Regions from separate parts of the Mus musculus genome. Here region 2 is linked to region 1. The links are chromatin contacts, called in public promoter capture Hi-C maps. All regions are on one chromosome and are shown on one strand. The core of a region is the stretch at or near the end of the contact, and the rest is flanking DNA. Distances in the headings are between cores, read along the strand shown. Region 1 overlaps Cmah (cytidine monophospho-N-acetylneuraminic acid hydroxylase). Region 2 overlaps Ripor2 (RHO family interacting cell polarization regulator 2).

Evidence for each region. Capture Hi-C pulls out chosen DNA fragments and counts their contacts.
Region 2: a promoter capture Hi-C map of liver shows a contact between it and region 1. The contact joins two enhancer-like sites. A contact is called at or near these places in 1 of 484 Hi-C or Micro-C datasets (nephron progenitors), 3 of 115 datasets of contacts at active chromatin or transcription factors (bone marrow-derived macrophages, embryonic stem cells and large pre-B cells) and 4 of 9 other capture datasets (adipose tissue, embryonic stem cells, liver and 1 more).

The regions. Positions count from the first base shown.
Region 1 is chr13:24,389,844-24,395,438 of GRCm38.p6, forward strand. It overlaps Cmah (cytidine monophospho-N-acetylneuraminic acid hydroxylase), which reads left to right. Exons shown (of 17, transcript NM_001111110.2): 2 at 5,356-5,595. Among named protein-coding and RNA genes, the nearest start is that of Gm11342, 17 kb to the left of the region's middle. Within about 2 kb of position 3,353, at least 71 of the 459 cell types and tissues checked have an H3K27ac peak or open chromatin away from gene starts, as enhancers often do. A contact at or near this core is called in liver, where this site is marked.
Region 2 is chr13:24,683,749-24,689,343 of GRCm38.p6, forward strand. The region is part of intron 8 of Ripor2 (RHO family interacting cell polarization regulator 2); the gene reads left to right. Among named protein-coding and RNA genes, the nearest start is that of Ripor2, 48 kb to the left of the region's middle. Within about 2 kb of position 3,088, at least 37 of the 459 cell types and tissues checked have an H3K27ac peak or open chromatin away from gene starts, as enhancers often do. A contact at or near this core is called in liver, where this site is marked.

The DNA.
Region 1 (5,595 bases), core at 2,103-4,602:
TTTTCTTTTCCATTTTTTATTAGGTATTTAGCTCATTTACATTTCCAATGCTATACCAAAAGTCCCCCATACCCACCCACCCCCACTCCCCTACCCACCCACTCCCCCTTTTTGGCCCTGGCGTTCCCCTGTACTGGGGCATATAAAGTTTGCAAGTCCAATGGGCCTCTCTTTCCAGTGATGGCCGACTAGGCCATCTTTTGTTACATATGCAGCTAGAGTCAAGCGCTCCGGGGTACTGGTTAGTTCATAATGTTGTTCCACCTATAGGGTTTCAGATCCCTTTAGCTCCTTGGGTACTTTCTCTAGCTCCTCCATTGGGAGTCCTGTGATCCATCCATTAGCTGACTGTGAGCATCCACTTCTGTGTTTGCTAGGCCCCGGCATAGTCTCACAAGAGACAGCTACATCTGGGTCCTTTCGATAAAATCTTGCTAGTGTATGCAATGGTGTCAGCGTTTGGATGCTGATTATGGGGTGGATCCCTGGATATGGCAGTCTCTACATGGTCCATCCTTTCATCTCAGCTCCAAACTTTGTCTCTGTAACTCCTTCCATGGGTGTTTTGTTCCCAATTCTAAGGAGGGGCATAGTGTCCACACTTCAGTCTTCATTTTTCTTGAGTTTCATGTGTTTAGGAAATTGTATCTTATATCTTGGGTATCCTAGGTTTTGGGCTAATATCCACTTATCAGTGAGTACATATTGTGTGAGTTCCTTTGTGAATGTGTTACCTCACTCAGGATGATGCTCTTCTTAATAGTTGCAAATAATATAAAATATCTTGGCGTGGCTCTAACTAAGGAAGTGAAAAATCTGTATGATAAAAACTTCAAGTCTCTGAAGAAAGAAATTAAAGAAGATCTCAGAAGATGGAAAGATCTCCCATGCTCATGGATTGGCAGGATCAACATTGTAAAAATGGCTATCTTGCCAAAAGCAATCTACAGATTCAATGCAATCCCCATCAAAATTCCAACTCAATTCTTCAACGAATTAGAAAGAGCAATCTGTAAATTCATCTAGTCTTCCTCTTATAAGGAGAAACTAGGTTGTTCTTTCTTTTTCCCTTCTCTTTTGTCTCTGGTTGGTTTAAGTGAGACACAATTTCATGTAGCCAAGGCAGTCCTGAATCTCGATGTGTAGCCAAGGATAACCTTGTCCAGACCTTCTTGCCTCCTCTTGCCCAGGGCTGGGATTCCAGGCCTGATTGCCCTTGTCCTAAGCAGTCGTAACCTGTTCATATCCATGATAGATGCCTCACGGCTCGCGGCTTGCAGCTTGCGGTTCAGGGGGCTTGCGGCTCATGGCTTGGGGGTCGCAGCTCGCGGCTCGCGGCTCACGGCTCGCGGCTCACGGCCATAGGGGCTCAGTTCCTGCTGATGTCCTCCTGCTTCCTTTTTATTTCTTTTTTCGTTTTCTTTTTTCTTTTTTTCCTTTTCTCTCTCTCTCTCTCTCTCTCTCTTTCTTTCTTTCTTTCTTTCTTCCTTTCTTTCTTCCTTCCTCTCTCTCTCTCTCTCTCTCTCTCTCTCTCTCTCTCTCTCTCTCTCTCTTTTTTTTGAGATTAAAGTCTTGCAAGTGGTGGCCTGGATCACATGGTCCCCCTAACCTAGGCCTCTCAAGGCCAGGAATTCCTGACCTGTTAACATGTGCAGCTCCAAGTTTCTTTGTAAAGGTGAGACTCCAGACAAGCAAACTAGTCTCTCTTCATATGCAGAGACAGCAGGATTGTCACAATTTCAGGACCAGTCTGGGCTACATAGAAAGTTCTAGGCCAGCCAGGGGCATCCATATAGAGAACCTGTCTCAGAGTCAAAAAAAAAAAAAAAAAAAAAAAAAAAAAAAAAAAAAGGAAACTCAGAGAATTTATGAAGAAGGTAATACGTATGGAACTTCCAGTAATAAAACATGGACTCCCAAGGATGCTACTCTAACATGGACTCCTACTGCCCCTCCCAGATTCTCAAATCACCCAAGCCAGGAATATATAATAGCCCGAGCTCTCTGTCTTTGCTCCCCTGATCTGGATCCACTTTTTGAAACATTTGGTTCTCATCCTTCTGCCCACATCTCTTAGTCCTTATCTCTCCCTTCTCATTCCTCAGGCTCCATCCTTCACTCGGCATACCTTGTCCGTCTTCCCCCGTATCCTCTCCCTCACCCTTCATTCCTTATCTCTAGCCGACATCCCTCTGGGTGGTAATGCACCTGAGATGTTCTTGTTATTTATTGCCTTTGTGCTGACAAGCCAATTCAGCCAGTGTGTACTTGGTCAGTGTCCAGGTAACTACAAATGCCAGGTGCCTAAAGCCAGAGGTACTACAGCAGGAGGCTCTTTCACTTGTAATTTTCCACAACCCTGTGGAAGATGAGTTGACAACACCTATGAAAGCTTACTGCACGTCTGCTGTTTGGTTCCAAGATTTCACCCTTGAATAAATTCTCAATATAAATGGGGACTTCTGCCCCCTGAAACATCACACACAAAGATGCTAATATCTAATAATAATAGTCAAAAGCAAGAAATGACCTCAAATGTCTAACAGTAGAGGAATAGAGAAACAAAATGTTGTTTGTAAAAATTAAATAGTGCTAACCAACAATGAAGAGAACAACCATTGCTTAGCTTAGCTGTATTGTTAAACACCATATTTATGTCAGGGAGAAGATGAGACAGTAGAGTATGCAACTGAGTGATTAGTAATGTAAAATTCAAGAACCAGGCATCACCACCTTACAGTGGCAGGCTTAGAAGAATGGTCATCCTCTGCATGGGAGCTAATTGGAAGAGTGTGTTAATTTCCAGAACTTGTCTGTAACCTAAAGAAAAAAGATGTGTGTGTATGTGTGTGTGTGTGTCACTGTGTCTGTGTCACTGTGTCTGTGTGTAAAAGCCACAGGTATGCACACAACAGTGGAGGTTGGAAGAGGACATTGGACCCACCGTAGCTGGAGTTACAGTTGGTTGTGAGCCATCTGGCATGGGAACTAGAACCTAACCACAGGTCCTTTGCAGGAGCAGCAACAGCTGTCAGCTGCTGAGGCCTTTCTCCAGACCTCTGTTTCATCTTTCGGCGTGGAAGGTAACTGCATAAATGTGTGCCTATATAAAGCCAAACAAACAAAAGCCAGAAAAGCACACTCAAGAGATCAGAGAACCTTCCTATATGAAATATAAATGCTTATTTTTTTAAAAATGCCACGTGGGAATTTATTCCTGGTATCCCAGCACTGGGGAGTCTGAAGCTGAGGTGGTACCATGAGTTTGAAGGCCCCCTGGACTACAGAGTGAGACTCTGACATAAGAAGCGGAAACAAATATTAAAAATAGTCACATGACTCTAGGTGGAAAACGAGAAGCAAGAGTTTGACAGAGTTTGGCTGAGAGCAGATAAGGGAACTGCTGGGGCCAGGCACTGCCTGGAGAAACTCTAGGGGAATTATTTTCCATCTTTCATCCTGATGGGCACTTCTGTTGCTAGAGATGCTGTTAAAAACTGCGCTTTGATTTCCTGGCTTGCTGCCAGGTTGTTTCCTCTATGCCATTTTAAGTGCTGTGGTGAATTCAGGACCAGAGCTACGACTTCTAGGGTCAACAATCTAATTACAGGGGCAAGCTAATCAGAGAGCGAGGCTCACAATCTAATTACAGACTTATAATCTATTGGATATTTATAATGTTCTTAGAGAGGCAAGAGGCACATAAATAAAATTCTCAGAGAACTCAGTATTAGTATTTTTTTAAGTGAAAGTTTGAAGGTTCCCTGGGGCTCGTGAGACAGAAAATTCCATAATGACGTATTAGTTATTTCTTTGCTGCTATTGTTCTGAGTCAGGGTCTCATTTTGGAATCTACACTACCTGGTTGTCTGTCCTCATACACACAGCTTCCAGAGTGTTAGGACCACAGATGTACTGTACCATGGCCAGTGTGTTTTTTTACTTTTTTTTCTGGTATGTTGTGGGACTGGGTGAGCTTTTGTACCGTGGAGCGCATTTGAAGGTCAGAAAGGCAACTTTGGGGAGTTGGTTCTCACCTTCCACCTTGTCAAGACAGGGTCCTTCAGTATTTCTGTTGCTTCATCTCCTGCTCCCTGCTTAGGTGGCCCAAGAGACTCAGGGCCATTCTCCTGTCTCCACCTTCTGCCTCACAGGAGTCCTGGGCTCATTTCTCAGACTTACTGGGCAAGTGCTTTGACTCGCTGAGCCATCTCTCTGGCCCATGCTCTGTTTTGGAATTAGTGAATTAAGACAAGATTTTACAATGGCCCTTTATTCTATTTTACTTATTTGTTTGTTTGTTTGTTTGTTTGTTTAATGTTTTACTCTATAACACAGGCTGTCCTAGAACTCACAGTGTCATCCAGGTTGGCTTCTATCACATGGCAGTTCTACCTCAGCCCCCAAAGTGCAGGACTACAGGCGTGAGGCACCTCACTTGACTAGTTGATTTTAATGAGAACACCTGGGCTGACTTTTTTCAAATTAGAATGGGAGACAAGACACTGCATATTTCTATTTTTAAAATAATAGTTTATCTTTTTTTATGTACGATGGTGTTTTGCCTGCATGTGTGAGGATCCCCTGGAATAAGAGTTATAGACAGTTGTGAGCTACCATGTGGGTGCTGGGAATTGAAGCTGGGTCCTCTGGAAGAGCAGCTAGTGCCTTTACCCACTGAGCCATCTCTCCAGCCCACCACATATTTCTTGACACTATCGTATTTGTTGAAGTGAGCATAAAAGTAACCCTTCTAAGAACTAAAGCAAAGATATTTGTCAAATGAGGGAAGTAAACGGAGGAGAGCTAGAAGTGTCTTGTGAGATCCAGGCTTGGACTTTAAGCCATTGGGACCAGGAAGACAGTAGGATACTATTCAGGGCATCAAGTGGACTAGAAAGCAGTGACCCTACAACTAAATTCTGCCCCGCCCTCCAGACACGCAGATCCTTTCTTTGTAATAAATGTTAATGCTTTTCGACATGCGTGGTGGCGCACACCTTTAATCCCAGCACTTGGGAGGCAGAGGCAGGTGGATTTATGAGTTTGAGGCCAGCCTGGTCTACAGAGTGAGTTCCAGGACAGCCAGGGCTACACAGAGAAACCCTGTCTTGGAAAAGAAAAAAATCAATGCTTTTCATGATACAAGCAGAGGTGTGGCTATACATCAACTTCCTTCCAGATGAATACAACAGTCAGAGGTGGATTAAGTTCTCCTTAATGTCTCCTGTTGGACCATGTGTATGTATCTATAACACGCACACACATTCATGGAATCATTCACACACCCTATCTCTGACCTGGCATAGAATTTGGTTTAGCTAAAGTTTCTAATCTCCTTCCTTGTGTCTTTAGGGTGGAGCTGGGAGAGGGGTAGTGTTGATGTTAGACACATAATGTGACATCAGCCTGCTCTGCATCTGTGTCTCCAGAGGAACTTGAACTTCCCAGCTGTACTTTGGTAATTGCTTCTGAAAAAAACCTCCTGGCCACACAGAAATCAAATAAAATTTTTAATCAAGCAAATTGAAAAATCCAGGCTGTATTATAAACATCAATTAAAAGAAGATCTGGGCCTGGGCCTTTTGATGTTTC
Region 2 (5,595 bases), core at 1,838-4,337, 290 kb after region 1:
CGTTGTATTTTCTTATGCTGAGGGTCATCACACAAGGTTCACACTGTAAATTCTTAACTATGGTTCTTAGCCTAGCTCTCCAAATCTGCTCACCTGTGAACATAACTTAGCTAAAGGTCTGGTTTCAGTCTCCAACAGTAGTCCTGGCTCAGGAGACTCCCCAGTCTTGTGGGATCCTCACTATTTTTACATGTCTAAAAGGCATTTCTTACTCTGCTCACTATAGTCAGCCACCACCATACCCACTTCTAGGCATTCCTTATTCAAACAATTTGACCATGGAAATTAACCATCACCGCTGCCAGTACATGACCACCTCAATGCCACATTATGAAGAAGTCCTAATAATTGAGCAGACACTATCAACCATCAAATGCCAGTTTTCACTAGAGAAGGGATTCCCATCAGCTTAAAACATAAGCACCTAAAAGGTATGGCATGGGGAAGGGACTACCCACCCACCCACCCACATAATCCAAATCTCAGATCTGGAGGGAGTAAGCTTCTGTCATGGGTGGATGCCCTGGTCACCAACTGTGAACTGAGTGACTTGGGCTGAGACACTGAATGCCTGAGCCATATGCTCTGCTATCCCTCTGCCCACTTTTCTCTTATGCTTCCTTGGTTGCCCTAAACTCAACTTTTATCACCTCTACCCTCCTAACGTAAAAAACCCAGAAACTACAGCTCTGATTAAACACACACACACACACACACACACACACACACACACACACACACACGCCCCGTCCTTTTCTCCCTCCACAAAAGGAGTGAGAAGACATCCCAAATTCTCATGAGCTACTGCTGTCCATTATGTTTGATTAGTATACACCTCAACCTCTACCCTCACCCCTGTTCCCAAAGCCAAGCACTTGCATCACATTCTCAGATCTGACAACCCCTGAGTTCCTCCTGCCACACCCTCCCACACTTCCCTTTTGCTCAACTCCACAACTAACTACAATCTGAAAGGCAGTTGCCCTCGAGATGGTGATGATAAAGACATGGGGACAAGAGCTGCTAAGCTATGCACACCAGCCTCTGTCACTTCATGACCCCAGGACACCACAGTTGTCTGGAGATGCAGGGTGGAGGGGAACCTTTGAGTATCACATCCTCACGCAGTGGGCATACATGAGCAAACACATGACCAGACTGTTGTAGATGCTTGAGCCCAGGATGGATGGAGGGGTTGCTAGGGCAGAGGCAGGAGGATCTGAGTACAAAGCTAGCTGTAAACTGTCTCAAAAGAAAACAGAAAATTAAGTCGGGTCTGCTGGTCCATGCCTATAATCTTAGCACTCTTGAGGCTGAGGCAGGAGGATTGTGAGGTTGTGGCCAGCTTAGGCTTCACAGTGAGACACTGTCAAGAAAGAATGAAAAAGAAAGAAGGAAGGGAAAGGGAAAGGGAAAGGGAAAGGGAAAGGGAAAGAAAAGAAAAGAAAAGAAAAGAAAAGAAAAGAAAAGAAAAGGGCTGGCGAGGTAGCTCAGCGGGTAAGAGCACTGACTGCTCTTCCGAAGGTCCTGAGTTCAAATCCCAGCAGCCACATGGTGGCTCATAACCACCTGTAGTGAAATCTGATGCTCTCTTCTGGCGCTGTCTGAAGACAGCTACAGTGTACTTATATATAATAATAAATAAATCTTTGGGCCGAAGCAAGTAGAATTGATTGGCCAGAGTGAGCAGAGGTCCTAAGAATTCAATTCCCAACAACTACATGAAGGCTCACAACCATCTGTTCAGCAACTATGTACTCAAATACATAGAAATAAATAAATAAATAAATCTTTAAAAAAGAAAAAGAGACAGAGAGAGAAGGAAAGAAAGGCAAGAAGGAGAGAAGGAAGGAAAGAAGAGGAAGGAAGGAAGAGGAACAGAGGGACAGACAGAAAGAAGAAAAGAAAAAATAAAAAATGTTAAGTGAAGGTTCCCACTGAGGAAAGGATGGGGGGGGGGGGTGCAGAGAGCGTCCTGAATAACCTCTGGCTAGAACAACTAAACTGAAAGTCCCTCCTGAAGGCGGGGATGCTGCCCAAAGCTGTCGGGGGGGGGGGGGGGTGCTGTGATCTCTGTGCTCTGTAAAAGTGCTGTGGGGAGCTGTTGAGGCCAGATTCCAAAAACCTGTAAGGACCCAGCTGGATTCAGGACCCCAAATCAGAAAAGAAGCTAAGAACTGCGTGTCTTACAGAAAACTGCTTTTCTTCCCAACGATGACCTCATTCAAATGAGTTCCAGGAGGACACATGTCCAGAGGTCAGTGCTAGCTGGTCACCATGGCCTTTAGGATGAACTGGGAAACCTGCCCAGGAAGCAGGAAGGCCAGTACTAAGACACAGTCCGAGGTACACTCTTAGGAAGGTCATGGCAAAACTGGGAAACAATGGAGTACTTCTATGACCAGAACCGTGTCTGAGCAAAGGCAGCCAGTGGCACGGGGAGCCAGGTGAGCAGCTGTGTGGCTGTAGGTAGCTGGGAGGCTCTATAGCTGTGTAGCTGTAGATAGCTATGAGGTTGTATCTGCAACCTTTCTCCACTGTGATAAATTCTCTGAAAGAAACAACTTAAGAGGAAAACGATCCGTGGCGGCTTAAGATTTGGAGGAGTTTAGTCCACTATGGGAAGGGGAGCTATGGTAGTCGGAGAGGCCGGCAGCTGAGGCAGGGGTTAGAGTGGATCAGGAAGCCAGACACAGGCTGGAAGCAAAGCAGAGTTATAAACCTCAAGAACACACTCTCCAGTGTCTGATTCCTCCAGCTAGGCCCTAACTCTTAAAGACTCCATAACCTCCCACAACAGAGCTACCCAGCTGGTGGCCAAATGTTCAACCATGAGCGGGGGCATCATTTATCCACAGTCACACTGGGGGCAGCACCCTGTCCTCCATTCAGGCTGTGGAAGAGCTGTTGGATCATTAACACAGGAGCAAGGTAAAAGATCAAAAGAGACCCACCTGAGGGAACCCAGGGATGATTTCTGAGTGGCCATCATGAAAACCTAGCTGATACAACAGTTACCACCAAGCAGCTGAGAAAACACTGGGCTTTTCGCAGCTGTAGAAATGCCAGCAGGGCCTTGGGCCAGAATTTGCAGAACCTAGCCAGGCCCCAAAGTCCACGATAGCTGGTGCTCCAGCAGAAGTGCTCCCCCCGCCTGGGGAGCTTCGGCTGGAACTGGCTCCTCCTACCTGCTGCCATTCTGCTGTTATCACTGTCACCAGAGGCTGGAGATGCCTTATAAGGAATGTCAATAAGGTGTGTTCATTCCATGGACAGTGAGACCCAAAACTCATCACGACCCCAGCCCTCCTCCTCCCGTGATAAGAAATTTCTGGTGATTTTGAGAAGGGAGATCGTCAAAGAGTCCCCCCACCCTTCTCAACGTATCCATCATGGTACATAGTCAGCTTCCCTGAAGCGGGGTCCCTATTGTCACCTCAACATGTAACCAGCTAGTGGATTAACCAGGAGCTGATAATTTGTAGGTATTCAAAGGGTAAATAGGGTTTTCTTAGAATTAGCACATTGGGCTTCAGATTCATAAAAGCCAGCCAGCAGTGCTTTCTTTCCGATGTGTTTTTGTGGAGGTGGGGGAAAAAAGCCTAAATGCTCCAGAATTATTCATGAAAATCGCTTCCTCCAATCCTGCTTTTATTACAGTGGGTCCTCCTAAGTGGCTCATTAGCTTCTAATTGTTAGCGAGAGCTGCTCCTAAATGCATGGGCTCGCCAACTAAAAGGCATGCCAAGTTGGTGAGCTGCTGCCATCTAGTGTCGAAAGATGGTAAGAGGTGAGCCCATTTTGAAGCTTCCCTGGATTCGTCTTATTCATCACCATGCCCATGGGTCAATGGGAAGCAGATTTGTCCATTTGAGATAAATTGAGCCATTCACTGAAGGTAAAACACACAGTGTGACATCATCCTTGTTATGTCTACGTGAGTAAAATCTTGTTTGCTAGAAACACAACCCAGGGCAGGGAAGACAGCATAAAGCGAGCAAAAGGATATGGGTTTGGATCTGCAGAGCCCACATAAAAAGCTGGGCATCGGGTCATGTGATTATAATCCCAACTTGGCCTCTGATGGAAAAGGGACTTGAGATGGGTAGTAGGTCCCTGTGCTTTCTGGCCAGCCAATCTAACCAAACAGCAACCTCCAGGTTCAGTAAGAGATCCCATCTCAAAAAGGAAAAAAAAAAAAAAAAAAAAAAAAAAAGGGTCTATGAAGCATCCGCAAACATAGGCATACATATGCCTGTGTATACATGCACAAGCACGTACAAGCACAGGAGAAACTTGCCCCAGGACTCAAAGGTTAGAAATAGAAAACGTCTGTGCTGATTTTTTCACTGCAATTATGTCATAGTTTTTTTTTTTTAGTGAGAAATTCTAAAATGTAAATTAATATTTTCACCCTCACACAGTGGGCTTTTGGTAAATATCAATAGGAAGGTGGAAAGGGTAATGGAAGCTGGGACTCTGGAGCTGTCCCAGGGCGGCGGCCGTGTATTCTGACAAGGTGTTGCTGCTGAAGCGGTAGGCTCAAGTTGACCTGCAGATGACACAGGGGAAGAAAAGGCACCTTGTGCTAACTGGATCTGTCAATCAACGCAGGCTAGAGTCACCTGAGAGGAGGGCGCCTCATTTGAGAAAATGCCTCCATAAGATCCAGCCATAGAACATTTTCTTAATTTGTGATGATGGGGAAGGGCCCAGCCCATCGTGGGTGGTGCCATCCCTGGACTGGGAGTCCTGGGTGCTATAAGAGAGCAGGCTGAGAAAGCCAATAAGCAGAAACCCTCCATAGCCTCCATGACCTTCGTATCAGCTCCTGACTCTAGGTTCCTGCCCTGTTTGGGCTCCTGTCCTGACTTCCGTTCACTGATGAATCGTGACAGTGACGCTTCAGCTAAATAATCGCTTTCCTCCCCAAGTTGCTTTGGTCATGGTGTTTCATCGCAGCATTAATCATCCTAAGACACACTTCTTCTTTTGAAGGAACAGGCTATTGGCAGTTTGTTGATTGGATTTAGTTTGTTTTCTTTTCTTTATTTATATTTATTTTTATGTGCAGTTGAGTTCTGTCTCTGTCAGATCCTGGAGCTGCAGACAGTTGTGAGCTGCCACGTGGGTGCTGGGAATTGAACCCAGGCACTCTAGAAGAACAGTCGGTGCTCACAATTGCTTAACCATCTTTCTAGCCCCTGGGTTTGTTTTCTTAATCACCAGTGTGGGGTACATGACAGTCTACTTCTAGCAAGTTCATAAGCATCAACAGTGGCATCACTGTGCTATATAAGTAGAATGAGAGAAACAGGAATGAGTGTGCTGCAGACAAGTGACAGGTGTGGGGACAAGGACTCACAGGAAGGTATCTAGTGTCACAGATCTTGGGAGACAGGAAAACCAAGAGGCCAGTTTATTTGCATGGGAATATTTTGGTCAGTGAAAGAATAGGTCTTTTTGGTCCTGCTGCCCTGATCCTGAAATCTGCCAAAGGTACACAGAGTTCTCACCACCCAACAGACTCCCCTTGAAACCTCCTCCCACCACCCTAAGGGGCATGTCCTGCTAGCTGTATATCCCCACAAAGGC